Linked DNA regions of Hordeum vulgare: region 2 is linked to region 1. The links are chromatin contacts, called in public Hi-C maps. All regions are on one chromosome and are shown on one strand. The core of a region is the stretch at or near the end of the contact, and the rest is flanking DNA. Distances in the headings are between cores, read along the strand shown.

Region 1 (6,078 bases), core at 1,586-4,085:
GGCCACCACCTGTGTCATTCTCTCAATGGCCTTCTCCCTCAACTAGAGTATTCGTGAACTCAATGTAAAGAATGCCTTTCTCCCTAGGATACTCTCTAAGGTGTTATATTGTCGTCAATCTACCAAGTTTGTAGACAAAAAAACGTGCTCCAACGACTTGTGTCACCTCAACCATTATCTCTACAGACTCAAGCAAGCTCCCTTAACCACACTTGCTACCGACACTTTGTTACCTTCACCGCCAATGTTGGCTTCAGCTCTCCAAGTTGGACACCTCATTCTGTGTTCTACATGCCACGACATGCACAAGATTTCTTCTCTACGTCAATGCCATCCTCCTTAGGGATTCCTCCTTCACTTCTTCATCGCCCTCAGCACCAAGTTCGCCATGGCCGACCTCCACTACTTCCTCGGCATGGGTTCAACATGACTTATTTGGGATGCTTCCAAACCAAGTATGCAATTGAAATCATCGAGCATGATAGCATGAGGAGCTGCAAGCATCTGTCGACTCTCCTTGACACGTCTCCAAAATTGGTTGTCTCGTGTGTTGCAAAAATTCCAATGCGGTCCAACATGTCCATGGACCTAGTTCAACATCAGCAAACCAAACACATCGATATCGACCTGCACTTTGTGTGTGACTGAGTCGTTTTTGGGCACATTCGAGTGCTCCACGTGTCGTTCTCTCGATAGTTTGTGGAGATCTTCACCATGGGGTTGTCGTTTCCTTTTTCTTGGACTTCTAGTCTAGCCTCAACGTTTGCAAAACTCCAATATGTGTACAATGGAATGTTAGGCAAGCATAATATGCTTCATATTTTCTTATCCCTTTCCATACTCGGTGCCTACTACAGTTAGCGAAATCAAGCCATTATGGTTAGGATTGTAACTATGGTTGCTTCTCCAATCACCTATATATACGATATATCAGGAAAGTCGCGAACGATGGCCTATATTGCAAACCTTTCAACTAGATGTGCCACAATGAAAATTGCTTACGCGTGAAGAGCATACATTAATGCTTGTCTATTAGGAAAAGTCTTTGTCACTTTGACAAAGATACATTGTTTATTACATTTAAAACAATCAAGCTAGGCGGAATGACATCCCCAAAAATGGTAGAATTTGATCTATTAGCACACCACGTCGCAATGTTGTTGTTTCCGATGTTGCCGCATCAAGTAGGTGTTCGAGGGGCCAACATGTCACACTTAGGGCTTCTCCCTTATCGTTATGTACTACCGCTCCCACACCTCATGAACCATCCTCCATCAAAGCAGCATCAAGTCTCAACGTATGCGTGTTTTTGGGTGGTTTGCTCCACATTATTTCATGTGTTTTAGCCCTACATTATGTCTTGATGCTTGGATAATTTCCCCCAACCAAGTTCTTTTTAGGGAAACGACATGACTCTGCAGTGTATTTTTACTAATTTTATGAAGAAAAAAAGGGAGTTTGGAAGGAAATTAAAACTATACAAACAAACCAGCAAACAGCAAAAAAGTTAGATAGGCAGAAAGAAAGAAAGCTATACACAAGATCTAAACTAAGCTAGAGTTAGAGAGTAGTATACAAGTGAGGTCTGGGGTAGGCTCAGAGCGTGATCAGGTGTGGACTTCCCTATCCTAGTCTTGGCCTTCGGCTCTACCGAGGAGTGGTGGTTGCGGGCCAGGGAGAAGGTGCACAAGAATGCTAAGAGGAACTTCGAGACGGTGGTTATTCTGGTGCACTGAAAGCTTTGGAAGGAGCGCAGCGCCCGAATTTTTGACAACAAAATTTCCTCGGCTTTCCAGGTCTTCCAGTCTATCCATGAGGATATTCTCTCCTGAAAATCGGCCGGTTTGATAATCGATCTTGCTTAGCCGTTGGTTGTTATATTTATGAGGTTTTGCTTCTGTAGTGCTCAGTCTAGATCGCATAGACTATAAAACCTTGTACTAATTATGTTCCTTCTAATAAAATACAGCTGCGGCCCTTCGAGAGTATACAATAAATAGAGCATCACGCATCAACGGAAAGCTTGAACCCAATCTTCAAAAGATCATAGTCCTTCCTGTGAGTCATGTAAATGATCCATTTTAGCTTCTCCTTGAATTTCCTTCTGGAAGTGTAGCATAAAGGCTAGACGATACACTTTCAAAAATAAAGTCACTCCTTGTGGCCCAGACAGCTTATAGGAGACCGTAGTTATGATTTACACAGCAAAAGGTACACCGAGGAGTTGCTTGAGGTGAGCAATTCCACCCCAACAAAAATTGCTTACCACAGTAAACCTTGTGGCCTGCATGGGCAAGAGAGAGAGAGAGAGAGTAACGAATCACTCACGGCGCGCGTCCCCTCCTTGAACGGGACGCAGGACTTCCGTCTCCGGATTTCGAGCCTAGACTTCCCAACCGGAGCGTTTCCACGGTGCCGAAGAAAAGCCAGAGAGAAAAAAAAACCGGTGGGTCAAATGGCACCACACCACACCACACCACACCGGAGCATGACTCGCCAAGCAAATAATAGCGCGTCGGCTACTACCATCCATCCGCTCCGTCCCCATCGGCCCCTGGATTTCCACGCCCCTGCGACACGCGCAATCCACACAAACTGACAGCCGCTGCCCCACCCGTCAGCCACGCCGCTCCCAGCCCAGCCCGATCCGGTTGGTGCGTGCAGCGCGCGTCCATACAAGAGAAGCAGCAGCAGATACCGGTTGACCGTTGACCCTTCCCCAGCCGTCCGATGAGCGCGCTGCCACGAGACGGACTCCATCGGACCCTCCGTCCGTCCCGGCACCATCCCCTCAATTCCCGGGCGATACGCGCAGAAAAGAGCCAGAGAGACTGCGCGCACCAGCACAGCACAGCAGCGGCGTGCGTGCGCGCGCGCCCGCTCTCGCTCGCTTTCTCGCTACCTTCCTTCCTCGGCTGGGCCGAGAGCATTAGCGGAGCCGCCCTTCTCTATTTATAATTCTCCCCTCTTCCACCCCTACAAGAATCCAGAGCCAGGACAAAGTCAATCATCAGCTCGGCCTCATCCCCGTTGCGCTTGGCCTGTGATTGGGTTTTGGGAGGAGAGGAGAGGAGAGGAGAGGAGGGGAGGGGAGGGGATTCTTGGCTGATCTCGGTTTGGTTCTTGGCTGTTTGAGAATGGACGGCGCTCCGGTGGCCGAGTTCCGGCCGACGATGACGCACGGCGGCCGGTTCCTCCTCTACAACATATTCGGCAACCAGTTCGAGATCACGGCCAAGTACCAGCCGCCGATCATGCCCATCGGCCGCGGCGCCTACGGGATCGTCTGGTACGTTCGCCCCATCTTTTCCTCCTCAATCACCACCGGTTTCTTGCCAGGTTTGTTCTTCAAGCCGTTGCTGCCCTGATCGGAAAACAGAGGGGGATTAGTTCGGGCCATGGGGAAAGATAGGATTAGGCCAATTCACTCCTTTCTGTAAACAACAACACTAGTTTAATACTGTATGTGTTGATCTGTCGGTGCTCTGTGGTTGGTGGTTGTTTAACCAATCTGGTCCTGAAATTGCACTTGTGGTTGCGTGGGCACAGCTCGGTGATGAACTTCGAGACGAGGGAGATGGTGGCAATCAAGAAGATCGCAAACGCCTTCGACAACAACATGGACGCCAAGCGCACGCTCCGGGAAATCAAACTCCTCAAGCACCTCGACCACGAGAACGTAAGCAACATCTACCTCTTCCGCTTCAGATGTGCGTATGCATCTCACTGAATTCGACAATTCAGGGCTAACCTGTTACGCTGTATTGATGGACACCACACGCAGATAGTAGGCCTCCGAGACGTGATCCCGCCGGCGATCCCGCAGTCCTTCAACGACGTCTACATCGCCACTGAGCTCATGGACACGGACCTTCACCACATCATCCGTTCCAACCAAGAACTCTCAGAAGAACACTGCCAGGTACTACTCCATACTCTGAATGAAGAGCGATTTTTTTCATATTTCGTGACGATTTGATCCGTATATTCATGCGCCGTGGTGTTCTTGGGTGGCTTCCAGTACTTCCTGTACCAGCTGCTGCGCGGTCTCAAGTACATCCACTCGGCGAACGTGATCCATCGCGACCTGAAGCCGAGCAACCTGCTGCTGAACGCCAACTGCGACCTCAAGATCTGCGACTTCGGCCTGGCGCGGCCGTCGTCGGAGAGCGACATGATGACGGAGTACGTGGTCACGCGGTGGTACCGGGCCCCGGAGCTGCTGCTCAACTCCACCGACTACTCCGCCGCCATCGACGTCTGGTCGGTCGGCTGCATCTTCATGGAGCTCATCAACCGCGCACCGCTCTTCCCGGGGAGGGACCACATGCACCAGATGCGGCTCATCACGGAGGTGATCGGCACCCCCACCGACGACGACCTGGGCTTCATCCGGAACGAGGACGCCAGGAGATACATGAGGCACCTGCCGCAGTTCCCTCGCCGGCCGTTCCCGGGCCAGTTCCCCAAGGTGCAGCCAGCCGCGCTCGACCTCATAGAGCGGATGCTCACCTTCAACCCGCTTCAGAGGATCACAGGTGCGTGCGTCCCACGTCCGCGTCACTCTGCTTTGATCTTCACGTGTCAATTTCGTAGCGCCGTGTTTTTTTGACTGGCTTTGTACGGCCAGTGTTGGGGTCAGTGTCAGTGCTTAAACCATCCTTGTGCTGGTTATGTCTACAATAGCGTGAGTAGATGCAATCTGCCGCCACTTCGACCCCTATTTTTAAGTTTACTGCATGTGGACATGTGCTCCCTTTTTAGGCAAAAACCATGTGTCCCGCCCACTTGATTAAGAAAAGATCTTTGCCTATCTTTGGAGCTATAGTATCTGCTGTTGACGGCAAGGACTATGCGTGTAGTGCAGAATCACTCTCTTTTTAGAAGAAAACGTATCTGTTTTTGGCAAAAGATGTGAATGGGAGAGATCTGCTGCAGCTACTGTCAAAGGCTAGATTCCTGCACCTGTTTCACAACAGCAATAATAGGAGTAGCTTTTTGAGACGTCGGCCAGGGAATAGTAGGGAAGGCTAGGAAGTAGTAGTAGATTTTATTTTTCTACAGTTATACTTGATGTCTGAGTGATGTGCATTCTCACTGAAACTGCTCTTGTCATGTAGTAGAAAGTTATGTTTCATCAGTTAATTGGTGGCTGACTGATGTGGATTCTCACTGAAACTGCTCTTGTCACGTAGAAAGTTATGTTTCATCAGTTAATTGGTGGCTGACTGATGTGGATTCTTACTGAAATTGCTCTTGTGATGCAGTTGAAGAGGCGCTGGAGCACCCGTACCTAGAGCGGCTTCACGACGTTGCCGACGAGCCCATATGCACGGACCCCTTCTCCTTCGACTTCGAGCAGCACCCTCTGACGGAAGACCAGATGAAGCAGCTCATATTCAACGAAGCTCTGGAGTTGAACCCCAACTTCCGATACTAGAAGATTCATTCCTAGTTACCCTCAATAGTACGCTTTCGGTGTAAAACTGTCTGTAAATAGGAGTAAGATCGAAGAACGGGGTTAAAAAAAACAGGGTAGATTGTGCACTGCATTTGTTTGTTTGTTCCGTGTAAGTTGTTGCTGCTGCTTCAGACCTCTGTCCCTCGGCTGTGCGAATAAAATGTTTGGAGTATGATTTGAGAGCAAATCATTCTCTAGTTTATGAAGAAATGGATTTTACTACACTCAGGTGGATGCTCACCTGATATTGAGAATGCAGTTTATGTTTCTATAGATGAAAGGCAGACGTATTTAGGATCACTATGTTTCTTACAGGACCTTGGAGTACCGTTTGGATCATAATATTTCTTACAGTTGCAGGAATCTCAACGTGAGTGCATACGCATCCCGGACGGGGCAGGGGTGGTGGTGATAGCATCTTAGACGGTAGAGGAGAGGCCAACTCCACGACACGACCCTATTCGGACGTCTGTTTTATTCGGTTTTCGTCCGTTTGAGACTGAGAAACGGACACGAATGTCTGCTTGTGGTCGGGCTGTCATGAGTTCGTCCAACGAGACCGCCCCATCTCAAACTATGCTACACCTACACACCGGCAACCTATACCCAAGCTCCAG
Region 2 (6,078 bases), core at 2,527-5,026, 750 kb after region 1:
CGAGATCTGAGGGTCTGAGGCTCCAAAAACGGACAAAAACTGCTAAACCTAGCCTCATGAGTGTTGGTCCACCTATCTAGCAGTCGGGGTGCCACCTCGGGGCAACTCGAGGCATTTTCTGGCTATCGTCCACTTCACATAGATGGATGCCGCTCGTAGATAGAGAGCGCACGGCTCTAGATGCGGATGCGGCTCACCAGGTGGCCTTGCTGGATTTGTTTTACCTTTCCCGAAAGTCTTGTGTGAGGGATTCCGAGGATACTTTGGGATAACTCGAGTTTGAGGTTTTCCATCAAGAATCCGAGGAGATCGTAGGTTTTCCGTGGTCGAGGTTTTCGACGCAGCTTGTGGTATTTTGTGATGGACTAGTTGGAGCACCCCTGCAGGGTTAAATCTTTCGGAAAGCCATGCCCGCGGTTATGTGGCAACTTGGAAACTTTGTCTAACACCCGGTCATAGCAGACTTGAAGTAAACTTAATTAAAACTTGCCAACTGTGAGCGTAGCCGTGACTGTCTCTTCTCGTGAGCTCTATATCCGAGAGAGGACACAATGGGGTTATGTCTGACGTAAGTAGGTGTTCAGGATCACTTCGAGGTCATTATTAGTTCATGTACTTTATGCGTAGATCACCCCCTTCTTATTCTTGTACGCGTAAGTTAGCCACTCAAATAAATGCTTAGAGCTTGCTCCAGCCTCACCACTTAACCATACCTCACTCATTAAGCTTTGTTAGTCTTGATACCTTTGGAAATGAGATTGTTGAGTCCGTGTGGCTCACAGATTACTACAACAACAGTTGCAGGTACAGGTAAAGCTATACTTTGATGTGAGCGCGATGATTGTTCTATTTGGAGTTTCTTCTTCTTCATCGATCTAGGATGGGTTCCAGGCCGGCAGCCCGGGATAGCAAGGATGGACGTTGTTTTGTCATTTGATTTCGTCCGTAGTCGGACCCTTCTCTTCTACATGGTGTTTGAATGTATTGTTGTATTGAGATGTTCATGTTGTAGCTTGTGGCGAGTGTAAGCCAATTCCATATACTGATCTCTTCTGTACATGTATTTATAACAATACCCATTCTTGCGAAACGACAAGATGCGCTTCTATCCCTGACGAGGCCCTCGTGTCAAAATAAAGATAGGATCGCATCTTGAGCGTTACACGGCCAGGCCCTGCAAAGAGAACCTAAATACACCCTTGGTGATCCACGTTAAAGTTGCCATACGAAACTTTCCCTAGGCTGGTACCCCCCTAATTTTTTTTACTTTGCATATAAAATTTGTGTGACGTCAGGCTTCATAAAGTTTAATCATATTTATAAGAAAAAAGCAACATCTACAATACTAAAATTGTATAGTTTGAAAATTAAATTCATAACACAACTACTAATGTTATTGATTTTGTATTGTGAATGTTGGTATTTTTCAAAAGTTGGTCGAAATTTACCATGTTTTTACTTCACGCAAATCTTATATGCCGAGTGAAAAGGATCGTGAGGTAGTAGATTTGCTGCATTCGGTATGAGAGTTGTGTTCGGACTTCGGAGGCCGGATCCGCGTTGTAGTTGCGGTTGAAACTTTCCCTAGTATGGTAGATTTCCTGCATTTAGTGTTGTGTTCAGAGGTCGGCATGTAGTGCAGACGGGGGACGACACCTACCAGAATAGATCATACATGCCCTAAAAGTAGTTAAAACTACTAATAGATCATACAAGTGTACTAGTAACCTAAATATCCCGCTAATTATCGAATTCAACACCACCAAGAAGACAAGGACAAATGGGCTGACCATACTTCTCACCGTTCATAGGACAAGCAAGCTTGCACCAACCTCTAGGTGTGCTTCCTATCGTCGGAGGTAGAGGCACCAGCGACGACCGCAACAGTTTGTGGGATGACTATAAATCTGGCCGGGAAGGCTAATGCGCCGCAAAACTGGCGGTCCCTAACTAGGTATCCACTTCAAAGAACCTGTCAATGCTGCCGCCATCCACGATGAGCACTTTGCCGCCAAACAATTCGCCACCGTCGTCATGGCCGCCGCCGTCATGGCCGCCGCCGCCCCGTGGAAGAGAGTGGGTGAGCTTGGGATAATGAGAGATGGAGGGGTGGAGGAGAGCTAGTCGGCCACTTTGACCTTATCCGACAGCGTGCGGGTCTAACGGCGACCAGGTGAGTGCCGTTTGGCGTTAGGCCCACGTGTCCCTGACATGTGGGCCACATGTGTCATAATCTGGTTTAAAATTAGCAAAATGGCCACTACCCTAAAGTGATAGTTTTTGCCACTCAGGCTGTGTTTGGTTGAGTTACAGATTCTGAAAAAGTTGATGTGGAAAAGCTGCTGTGTAAAAGCTGGAAGCTGGAAAGTTGGGGTACCCCAACTTTGAAATTTACACTAGAAAGAAGCTACAGATTTTCAAAAGCTGCTTTGAACATTTACCCCTTTGGTTAGCTTTTAGCTTTTCAAAACAGAAGTTGGTAACAAAAGCTGAACCAAACACAGCCTCAATTAGCTTGATATGGTACATTTTTGTTGATGGTAAAAATGTGGTGGTTCTATCGGACCGAAATCCTCAATGTGGTAATTTTCTGTTAAATACGCCGAAGACCCGTAACACTAAATTGAAGAGTGATTTGATGATCCACGTTAAAGTTGTCATATGAAACTTTTCCTAGTTTGGTACTCCCTCCCAACTTTTTAACTTTGCTTATAAAATTTATTTGAAGTTAAGCTTCGTAAAGTTTGATCATATTTATAAAAAAATAGTAACATCAACAATACTAAAATTGTATAATATAAAGTTTTAATTCCTGACACATCTAATAATGATACTTCCTCCTTTTTTATAAGACGTTTCAAACAACACACATTGAACTGTTTTGATTGTTGTCCGAAATGGCTCCATCGTCTTATAAAAGTGAACAGCAGAGTATTGATTTTGTATTATAAATATTGATATTTTTCTATAAAGTTGATCAAATTTATGATGTTTCTTTCAAGCAAATCTTATACGCAAAGTGAAAAGGACGTGAGGTAGTAGATTTGTTGTATTTAAAGCAACTTCAACGCGCCGATCCAAACGGACGGCGATTTTATGTGTTCTTTTGTCCATTTGGATTGGCCAGGCGGACATGAACGTCCGCTTTCGCGTTTGGGTCAACGCATGCGTCCAACACTGGCCCGATCCATTTTGACGACGCGAAAAAAAACATGCATATTTAAAATAAAAACAACATTAATTAAACATAAAACTGACCACGAAGGCCGGCAAGAGTCCACGTGTCCATATTTGCATTTAAAAAATTTAAAAACAAACTAAACTATGAGGCGGCGCGATGCCCTAGGCGGCGTCGTCGTCGTCCTCGGGGACCGTGAGGTCAATGAGTGTCGGCGTAGGGCTGGCACAGGGGACGGCTCCGCCACACGGTCGGCTTGAAAAATGACGACCGTCGTCGCTGACGCGTGGGCCCGAAGTCATAAATTAAGTTGACTAGGTAGATCACGGGTAGTTGAACGATCGTCAGGTGGGACGCGACGGACACCAAAATAACGCGCGTGGCGTCCATGCCGACGCATTTAAGCGCAAATTTGTACCGTAAATGCGTCGGTGCGTTGGGTCTTTTCTTTTGTTTGTACCGATCCAAACGGACGAGGAGGACGGACGAAATAGATCAGCATATTGGAGTTGTGTTCGGAGGCCAGATCCGCGTTGAAGTTGCCCTACAAAACTTTCTCTAGACTGATAGATTTCCTGCATTCAGAGTTGTGTTCAGAGGCCGGCGTGCATTGCAGTCGGGGGACGGCACCTATCCGAACGAAAATATCCGCGCCATCCATGAAAGCCCCACCGTCCAAGTCGCACTGCTCTGGCTTGGCTCTTCTACCTCCAATCCCCCAGCTCCTCAGCCTTTGCCAGTCAACATGGGGATGGCCATGACCTCCTCCCCACAGCCACCACCTCCCCCGCGCCGCCGCCGCAGCCGCTTGCAGTCGGCAACCACCATCTCCGCCCCCAGTGCCAATCCCAACCCCAATCCCAAGGCCAAGGTCATCCCCCTCCTCTCCGACGTCGGCCGTCTGCAGTCCGCGACTCCCACCCCCACACCAAATGGCAATCCTAACTCCAACCCCAAGGGCAAGGTCCTCCCGCTGCTCTCCGACGTCGGCAGCAACCCCTCCGCCATCGACTACTATTCCCGCGTCGCCTCCAACCTCGCCGGCGCCGGCCGCCTCGGCGACTTCCTCATCGCCGCAGAGGGCCTCCGCGCGGCCTCCGGCGATGCCGGATTCGCGGCCCGCATCAACTGGCGCCTCCTTTCGCGCGGCGTCGTCGCCGCGCTCCGCGAGCACGGCCTGCCCCACGTGCTCGAGTTTCTCCGCGACGCCGACCGCATCGGCGTCCACGCCGCCGTCATGCTCGACGCTGATGCGTCCGACGCCATCGCAGCCGCCTGCCGGAAGCTGCTGGACGACCGCATCATGGCGGAGTTTGTGGAGGCCATCGAGGCCCTAGCTTGTAAGTAATGTCGCCTCGAACCTCCTTATCCTGTGTGTTTCATCAAGCTTGGTGGTACACCAATCGGGATTTGGTGCTCTCCAATCATCACTCCTTTACCCTGCTTTTAAAGTTGGTTTGTGCAGATGCTGTAACTTCACAGTTACTGTTAGGTTTTGCTGTTAGATGCTTTAGTGCTCTTAGTTCCTAGAGTAAAAAGTAACGTGCACAGACTGTACCTACTAGTAGAGTTCAGATGTTACATCAGCACGCTGCACTTATTACCATTTGATATGGTAGTCAGTAGCTGTTTTGTTTCGGAAGTACCATTTCTATTTGCCAAATAGGAGTTCTTAAATCATGGGGTTGTTGCTATTTTTCGTTCATGATGTTATTCCTGTAGACGGTGGTGTTATTTCTACACGGCATCCTGCTGGATTCTTATAGTGATATCTGTCATATGAATGATTATACTACTTGTTAACATACAAGACATTGTGGTGTCATTCTAACATTAGCACTGTATCATGTTTCTTGATCAGTTTCATATAATATACATTTGCCCATCGCTTCAAGTAGTACAATTTATTCGTTTTATTTAGCAGTCACACATCCAATGTTCAGTGTGCAGGAGGATACTTTTTTATGTATATGTAGAATTATCCTTGTATTTTAATTTGGCCCTATTTTAGTTACTTCCTGAACTTTTAAGGAACTTGGTAGGAACATATTCTCTGCCATGCTCGAGTGCAAACATGATATGACTTAAGGCCTGTTGGTTGTGTGTTTTGTAGTCACATGTTACATGTAAGTACGATTTAGCTATGAATTACAGTTGGAGTGGCACTCACTGTTCTGCTGATTACTCCACCCAGGGCATAACATTATTCACGTGCAGTTTTTTTATCCATGGATTTCTGCTATTCATGCTTTGGATGGTGATATACTTATGATGCCCATGTTAGTTTGAAGTTACTGCTGTTAATGTTTTTCTTTGTTCTTTTTCTTTTAGCATGTGGATTCTTTGTTAAAGGCATCGTGGATCCAATGGATGTACTGAAAATATTCGTTAGGAAGCGAGATCCAGATATGGCGATCAGGTGATCATACTTGCTACATTTCTCGTCATTTAGTCTTACTTTTGCCAATGGCACTTTCTTGTGGCAGATTTTTGTATATATAAAAATCAATTATCGATTTGGAAACTATGCTTTCCAATGATTAGGAATTTCACTTTGTGACATATTAGATTTTCCTACGCTTTTGGTTATTTTCATACCTGCTCATGCATTGCCTTTGACATGTAGGTATGCACGTATCTTTCCGCACTCCCAACTTCTACTCTGCAATACTATGGAAGCATTTGGGAAAAGAAAGGAATTGAAATATGCCCTAAAGGTCTTTGGAGCACTCAAGGACCAGTTGGGAGGTATCAATATGTTTGCGTGCCGAAGTATCATTGATATATGTAGTCATTGTGGTTCTTCTGTACAGGCTCGGATCATATTTGAGGTATGGTACTAGTGATCGCAGTTCAAATTTATACTTTCATATAGGTAAAAGTGGAGAAGCTATATGATG

What was found. Hi-C and Micro-C count contacts between places; a contact is called where the count stands out from the background.
Region 2: a contact with region 1 is called in a Hi-C map of seedling, with 3 times the contacts expected there. The contact joins the promoter of LOC123448949 here to the promoter of LOC123448946 in region 1. A contact is called at or near these places in 2 of 6 Hi-C or Micro-C datasets (leaf and seedling).

Annotation. Positions count from the first base shown.
Region 1 is chr4H:458,282,735-458,288,812 of MorexV3_pseudomolecules_assembly, forward strand. LOC123448946 (mitogen-activated protein kinase 5) reads left to right here and starts at 2,836. Exons shown (of 5, transcript XM_045125998.1): 1 at 2,836-3,289; 2 at 3,550-3,679; 3 at 3,785-3,922; 4 at 4,022-4,538; 5 at 5,268-5,683. The coding sequence starts at 3,138. The coding sequence ends at 5,440.
Region 2 is chr4H:459,036,224-459,042,301 of MorexV3_pseudomolecules_assembly, forward strand. LOC123448949 (pentatricopeptide repeat-containing protein At5g02830, chloroplastic) reads left to right here and starts at 3,777. Exons shown (of 12, transcript XM_045126002.1): 1 at 3,777-4,518; 2 at 5,510-5,597; 3 at 5,805-6,009. The coding sequence starts at 3,924.